Linked DNA regions of Gossypium hirsutum: region 2 is linked to region 1. The links are chromatin contacts, called in public Hi-C maps. All regions are on one chromosome and are shown on one strand. The core of a region is the stretch at or near the end of the contact, and the rest is flanking DNA. Distances in the headings are between cores, read along the strand shown.

What was found. Hi-C and Micro-C count contacts between places; a contact is called where the count stands out from the background.
Region 2: a Hi-C map of leaf shows a contact between it and region 1, with 2.3 times the contacts expected there. The contact joins the promoter of LOC107950542 here to the promoter of LOC107950547 in region 1. A contact is called at or near these places in 3 of 34 Hi-C or Micro-C datasets (all in leaf).

What each region holds. Positions count from the first base shown.
Region 1 is chrD03:8,520,595-8,524,405 of Gossypium_hirsutum_v2.1, forward strand. It overlaps LOC107950547 (protein EXORDIUM-like 6), which reads left to right and starts at 1,903. Exons shown (of 2, transcript XM_016885420.2): 1 at 1,903-2,633; 2 at 2,717-3,194. The coding sequence starts at 2,102. The coding sequence ends at 3,129.
Region 2 is chrD03:8,695,359-8,699,169 of Gossypium_hirsutum_v2.1, forward strand. LOC107950542 (inositol-tetrakisphosphate 1-kinase 1) reads right to left here and starts at 1,995. Exons shown (of 2, transcript XM_016885413.2): 1 at 945-1,995. The coding sequence starts at 1,893. The coding sequence ends at 967. LOC121215336 (a long non-coding RNA gene) reads left to right here and starts at 3,058. Exons shown (of 2, transcript XR_005911146.1): 1 at 3,058-3,320; 2 at 3,461-3,811.

The DNA.
Region 1 (3,811 bases), core at 653-3,152:
TGTATAAAAAAACTTAGAACAAATACAATCATCATAATATTGAAGAAAAATGAATACCAATTTCAAAATAGATAAAAAAAAACATGTTTAGTGGCCAAATCTTTTAGGAATCTATTTGTTTTCTCATCCTCTATTTGTTTTTTTTGTTAGACTAATTTTTGGGTTATTTAATTTGAGGTCTCTTCTATTTTTTGAAAAAAAATTCTAGCAAAAAGTGAGACATATCACCCTATAATTGGGCCAAATGTCCTATTATATATGGTACCATATTGATAAACAAAGTAAAATTTTAAATACTAAAATAGACATTTTCAAATTAATTGTACCATATTAGAAGATATGACAAAATACAGGGACTAAATATGATATTATCTTTTTTACGCTTTCCTTTCTTCCCTCTTAATCTCACCTGCCAAATCATATAAAAAAAAAGAGCTAGCTGACAAACATTGACGGCCAAACATCTAGAATGTTATTGTTTTTTTGAAAGGGAAATTTATCAATTTATTCTATGAATTGGATCATATGATATGATATTTGTCATAGGTGATGAAAGATAAATTCTATCAACACAAAAAATGCTTTAGTCTCAGCATAACACTCTGTCGCAACTTAAGCACGACAAATTTGGAGTGATTAGAAGCACTTAATATGGTAAGAAAATCATCCTCGGATGACCCAAAGCGATGGGTAAAAATTGGCAAAAGAATTGAGCATCCACCAAACTGGAAAGAACGATGACAAAACTATCTCTAAGATCACTTGCAAAAGCAAGACTACATGCATAAGTAAGATAAAAAAATTGTACTACAAGAACAACTAAAAACTTCTAAAAGTGAAGGCTTATTAAATAATGAAAAACAAAAATATATACATAAAAAACTTAAGACAACATAGGTCCAAACCAACTCATGAAATCATTAATTATTCTGAAATATTCACAAAACAAAAGCAAATTAAGAAGCTGACGAAAAGCTGCCCACTTTCCAAAAAAAATGCTAATGGTTAGTGGAGTTTTAGTGACGATAGACATATCATCTGTCCATCATAACTTATGAAGACAATAAAGATACTCACAAATAAATCTGCAAACTGAAAAGAGAGAAAACATATGAAGTGAATGAAGAGAAGAAAGAAGGAGAGAATTGGTGGGAGAAAAAAAGACGAACGGTAATCAACCCAAAAACTGACATTATTGCTTACAAAGTAAAAGAGAAAAAGCAATGGACAAATTATTCCTTAAAATAAATTGGTTTTCTCAATTTGGTACTTCAAAGAATTTTGCACAACGATTCAAGATTTAAATTTTATTTCTGCTACACTATTTATCCTAAAGTGTTAACACTATTAATAAAAACCAGTCGCCTCCTCTAACCAATTAGAAACTACTACGTCACACGCCTAAGTAAAATCACCTTTTTTTTCTTCAAAATCACTTAAAAATATTTAAAATATATAAATTATAAAATATATATAATGTAAAAGATTATAAAAAGGCAAATTTTATAGTTTTAAATAATTATAAATAATTTTCACCAAATTTTTTTTTTCTCTCTTTCAAGCTTTATTTTGTTGAGATCCACTTCCACTCTCACTTCTCACTCTCTTGCATTCTTTTAATATAGAATAAGAACAAAGCAAAGACTCCAAAATCAAAGAAAACATGGTTCGAAAATCAAAGAAGAGAAATGGAGGGAGAAGAAGAATAGAGAAAAAGAAAGGGCGGAAAAATGGAAAAGAAAAAACAAAGTTGACTGGAAGGGAGGGAAAGAGAGAAAATAATAAAATAATATTCTTAATTTTCTACTCATATTTTCCTTACATTATTAAGTGATTAAATCAATAATATTAGGCTTGATGATATTGATGCAAAGACTAATTCCATGTATTCTTTGATATGAAAAAAATAACATTATTTTTTATTAGAAATTCTAAAATTAGGCAGCTATCTGAGAGAACTCTTAAGGATATGAATTTGAGTCCTCAAAAATAGATAGATTTGGTTTCAAATTCAGTGCTATAAATACATATCACAATCTCATGATTCAATCATGTCTAATTTGAGTTAGAACATCAACCACCTGATTGGGAAGCCACTGCCATGGCGTCTCTTTCAATCCGCTTCCTGGCTCTTTCCCTTTCCGTCACTGCTTTATTCACTTGCTCCTCCGGCCATGGTCACACTTACGATCCTTATAACGACAAGGCACGGATGATCCACCACGGTGGTCCTATGCTCAACGGGACCGTTAAATTAGCCATCATGTGGTACGGAAATTGTGGCAAGGAAATAAAGAACACCATGAGAAACTTCATTAAATCATTGACCGTCCCAGCCAAAGCCAAACTTCAACCTCAAGTTACCTGTTGGTGGAAAGTAGTGGAAAGTTACCAATCAATGATACCAGACGCAAAGCCTGGGAAAAGCCCCAAAATCAAGGTCAAAGTGGTGAAACAATCAGGAGAGAAAACATATAAATATGGGAAAGTTTTGACTTTGCAAGGGCATATCCCGGAGCTTATCGAGCATGTCACTAAGGGCGATACTGAACTCTTACCGGTCATCGTTGCTGCAAGGGATGTCTCTATTCAAGGAATTTGCAACGGGCAATGTGCAGATCATTTACTTACTGGTAAGCTTTTTTATTTTTGGTTGTGGTAGTTAGGTCCTTTGGAGATTATTGCATATGATGATTGACGCTTTTGGAAATTACAGAGGATCCCCATCCGCGACCATACATCATAGTCGGTAACCCAGAAACGGAGTGCCCTGGAGAATGCGGATGGCCTTTCTTCCCGGCTGACATGGGTCCAAAGGGACCAGTCCTTAAACCACCAAGCGGCAACATGGCAGCAGATGCTATGGTTGTTGCCTTCGCGGGTGCATTGGTTGATGCAATCACCAACCCAATGAACGATGCTCTCTACCATTCAAACAAGGCTAAAGAACTCGGCCCAGCCACCGTTTGCAAAGGCATTTTCGGTCGTGGTGCTGCCCCTGGCAACCCCGGCGAAGTTCTCACCGACCCCAAAACCGGCGGAAATTTCAATGCCTATGGAAATAAGAACAAAAAATTCTTGCTTCCAGCCATCTGGAACCCCAAAACTAAATCTTGCTGGACTGTTTAATGTAGGTGGTTTGCAAAATTTGAGACAAAAATAAAATAAAAATTAAACATTAAATTTCTGTAAAATTATTTTTTTATTTTATTGTATTTTCAAAATCGAAGCGGATTAGAGTCATCGAACCGATTAATAAAAAATCGTTGAGCCGTCAACCAATGAAAATCGCTTTTAGACTGCAAATCCAAAAAAAAAAAAAAAATTAGTTGAATCGATTTTTATGTTTTAGATTAAACTATTTGGGCCAAGCCCAGAAAAAAGAAAGCTAAGCCCAATTATTTTATTAGAAACTGACCCACTACAAATTATTAGATAGGTAAAAGCATAAGTTTTAAATGCTACATATTTTTCCAATAATTTAAAAAAATATTATTTTCACAAAACTATATTACTTTATCATGAGATTATTATTATTATTTATATAAAATCAATAAAAATTTACATTTTTAAATATTTAATTTCATTATTTTAATCCAAACTTTTACATAGAATTTTAATAAATATATAAACAGTGCGACTTAATTGAATTTCAAAAGCTCAAGCAATTTAGAAAAAGGGTTAAAAGCAAAATTACTATAGGAAATGACTACAAGGGGTATTTTGGACTTAAATTTTATTTGCATTCCAAGTATTATATTATATAAGAAGTTTGAATATGTTAGCATATTATATTACTTTTTGGCTTAAT
Region 2 (3,811 bases), core at 745-3,244, 170 kb after region 1:
TACCAGAGTATTATCAATTTTTGAGGACAAAATTTTTTAAGCGGGAGAGAAATGTAAAATCCTCAAAATTTTAGGAATTTGAAACAATGATAAATAAATAGTGAATTAGTTATAATTTGAGAAAGTCGAAATTTGAACATTTTCAGTGTTATAAGAAAGTGAAGTCAGATACTGAAAAAGTTTGGAAAAGTCTATATATTGAGAGAAATAAATCTGGGGTATTAACTAGATTGTAAGAGAGTGAAAAGTATTGGAGGTAAATTGAGAAAATTAAGGTTAGAATGATTAAATTGAATTAAAAGAAAAAGGAGGAGGGATAGAGGTGAAAGTTTGCCAAAAGAAAGAATAAATCATACATGGTAGTATAGAAAAAGTTAAAAGGACAAAATGGTGATTATTTGAAAGAAATAATTATGAAAAGTGTAATGATTAAGGATTAAGGACTAAATTGTGTCAAAACATGATTGGTAAGGCAAAATGGTAATTAAGTCAACAGCTTAAGTATGACATAATACAAGAATATGGGACAAAGGAACTTCAGCTAACAAGTGACAGAAACCAAACTAAATTGGGTCTTTCCACCATCAATATTCCTTTCAAATCCTAGTTCATATCACTTATCTTATGTCCATCCCTAGCAAAAGCAAAAGCATGCTTGGATGATGAATTATTCTCCTCCCATTATCAAACTCCAAGGCAGCCCACTAAATCAAACTTTGTATTCACACCCAGATTCCCTGTGTTTGATCACCCATATTTGTATTCTAATAATATAGGCAAGTACAACTAGTTTGAGTTCCTCTACTTAAGAATTTGAGCAAAATTTGCAGCAAACAAGAACAAAACAAACCCACATTTGATATAGGAAACAAGTATGCGTCTATGATGATACAAAGCATGCCAATATGTGAGGTTATTAAAACCTGGAAATATTCAGAAAGTACCTATATTTGGCATCTCCAATCCTCAATTATCCCCGCAGTTTATGTCCTTGTGCACAACATCACGTAAAAAATCCGTAATGACAGACTCAAAATCCGGCATTTTGGCATACCCCGGAAAATAATTGATATCGATGACTAGGTAATTCTCCTTGTTTTTCCCATCCCTAATCACATCGAAATTAAACAAATTTAACCTCAATTCCTCCTTTAACCCTTCCACCAACTCCTTCACTAAACTCTCCGGGGGCATTTCCGTCTTTTCAAATTTACAACCTTCCCCTCCCCCTGCCGCTGCCAAATTCGAGACCTGCGAAAACGGCAGTGAACCTTTCAAATTTACCAGTTTCTCCTCCGAAATATCGGGTAACGACTTCCGTTTCACGCACCGGAAATATTTGCCGGCCACGTAGACTTTAAAGACGACGCCGCCGTGATTAACGAACTCCTGCAAAACAAACGGCGCCGTTAAGTTATTTAACCCATCTTTGTCGAAGATGAGGTGCAGTTTGTGCGACGTCTCACTGCCGTCCGCGTCTAACGGCTTCGCGATTAACGGAAAGTTGAGTTTCAAATTTTCCAAACCCGTAACTTCGGTAATGGTGATTTGTTTGGGGACTCCGGTGTTGTTTATTTTTAGTTTCGAAACAGTTTCGAGCATTGAGATTCTGTTTCGAAGGATGTCGATGGACTCTGGAGAGGCGATGATGGGGATGTTAGGGTTTCGGGAAGCGAAGTCTTGAAGATTTTGTTTCCAGTCGGAGTCGTACAATTTGTGGAGGATGCAATCGAAGGGTCCTTGTTGGATCAAAGGTTTGGTGGGGTCGATTTTGGTTAAAACAACGCCATTCTGGGAGGCGTGAGAAAGGAGGGACGGTACGATGAAAGTTTGCTCCTTTTTCGGAGTTAAAGCGTAGCCGATTTGGTAGGGTTTTGAAGAAAGATTTGACATTTTTGGGAGGGAGATCTGTTTGGAAGACGAGAAAGTTGAGGAAAGTAGAAGTTGCAGTGAGAAAATAATACATATGAGCTTCAGGAGAACGTGGCAAGTTGAATATATTTATAACACGTGTACTACTGCGTCCAGACTCAAATGTTAACTGAAAAGAAAAAGGAATAAGGAGAAAATACGGAAAAGTCAAATACGTAATTAGAATATAGAGATCTAATAAATAAATGACATGAACAATTTAAATTTAGTTAATAATATATCAGTATATAGAGGTGATAAAAAATTATAATATAATTAAATGTAAATATTAGATTAAAAGAAAATGATTTATTTATATAAATAGCATGTGTTTAAATCTGTAACTTTTTATTAATTTTTATAAAAAATAAAATATTAAGATACTTTTAAATAATATAAATTTTTAAAATACAGATTAATATTTTCATAATTTTTTTAATCAATTGGTGTTCGGTTGACTTTTAACATCAATCAATTAAGAGTTTAAATAATGGTATAAATAAGTTATATATAAGTGAGAGAAAACATTTTAAATAAAATAATTTGTTTTTAAAAAATTATTTAGTAATTACTATTGATATAATGGTAAATAATCACATTTATGATTGAATTTCTCAAAAATAATATTTTTTTTAAAATTACCAAATTAAATTTTTTTTAAGTATTGGAGTAGGCCGAAATAACAAAAAAGCTTCCAATTAGAAGCATTTTTAGCGGATTTATAGAAAAATGCTTCCAGTTAGAAGTGTGTTCCTTCTTGTCTGATTTTTTATTGTTAGGGTTTTAATTTTTTTTAAACAGGTTAAGGTTTCTAGGTTCTAGTGGTTTAGGGTTTTGTATATTTTTAAAGTTTTTTTTTATATATTCTTTAGATTTTTAATAATTTTTGAGATGTAAAGTTAATAATTATTTAATTTGATATTTACAACAATTGTATTTACACCAATCATATATTCGAATTGTAACATTTAATTCAATTCATAATCTAAAATCGAACTCCTCGATTCAATTAACTTCTAGTTTGTAATTTTTTTCTATTTTTACGAATGCAACTGAGTTTTGATCAGATTTTTTTTACAGGAGGTTGAGGTCAATCAGATTTTTCGGTACATTTTTTTCGAACTTTCAGTGCATTTTTTACGGGTGGTTGAGGTTGATCAGATTTTTTACGGGTGGTTGAGGTTGATCAAATTTCTGGAAATGCACTGAAAACACGTCCTACGTGGTGCGTTTTCCCTCTAACGCTTTCAGCGCATGCAAACTTCCACTCACCTCGGCTTTATAAAAGGATGGTTTTTAGCATTGAGTGGCATAAAGCAATTTCGAGCAAACAAAATTGCAAGAAGAAGAGGAAGTTGGCAAGATGTTTTATAAGGCTTAATTTGAAGCAACCACGCAATTTGCATTAAGTAAGGATCTATTTTTGTTGTTCATATATAATTACAACATTATTTTTTTGCATAATGTTTTTGTTTTGAACATGTGGAACATGTTATTTCGTTGAAAATGAGTGGATAAATTAATGTTATTGTTTATTACGATGATGAAGTCCATGACGTCGAGAATGGGGTTTTTTTTATAACACAACGCAATTGGCTTTTAACCCAAACATACAATTGCCAAAACTGCGTAGAAGAATTAGGCGAAAAATCGTCGGATCCAATCAGATGAAAGTACCATAATTGGAATATCGATTTTGTGCTTCGATCAACCTCGTCAAATATGATGCTTTCGATATCAAAGACGCAAGGGGGTTGAGGCAATGGTGCAGACGCATATTACTAGTGTATCACTAATACTCGAGTTATATGCGATGTTTGCAAACACAGATGAAGGCGCTTGGAGGTCAAAATATGTTCCAGTTCGAGAGGTCAGAACGGAAGAACAAGCTTCAAGATTC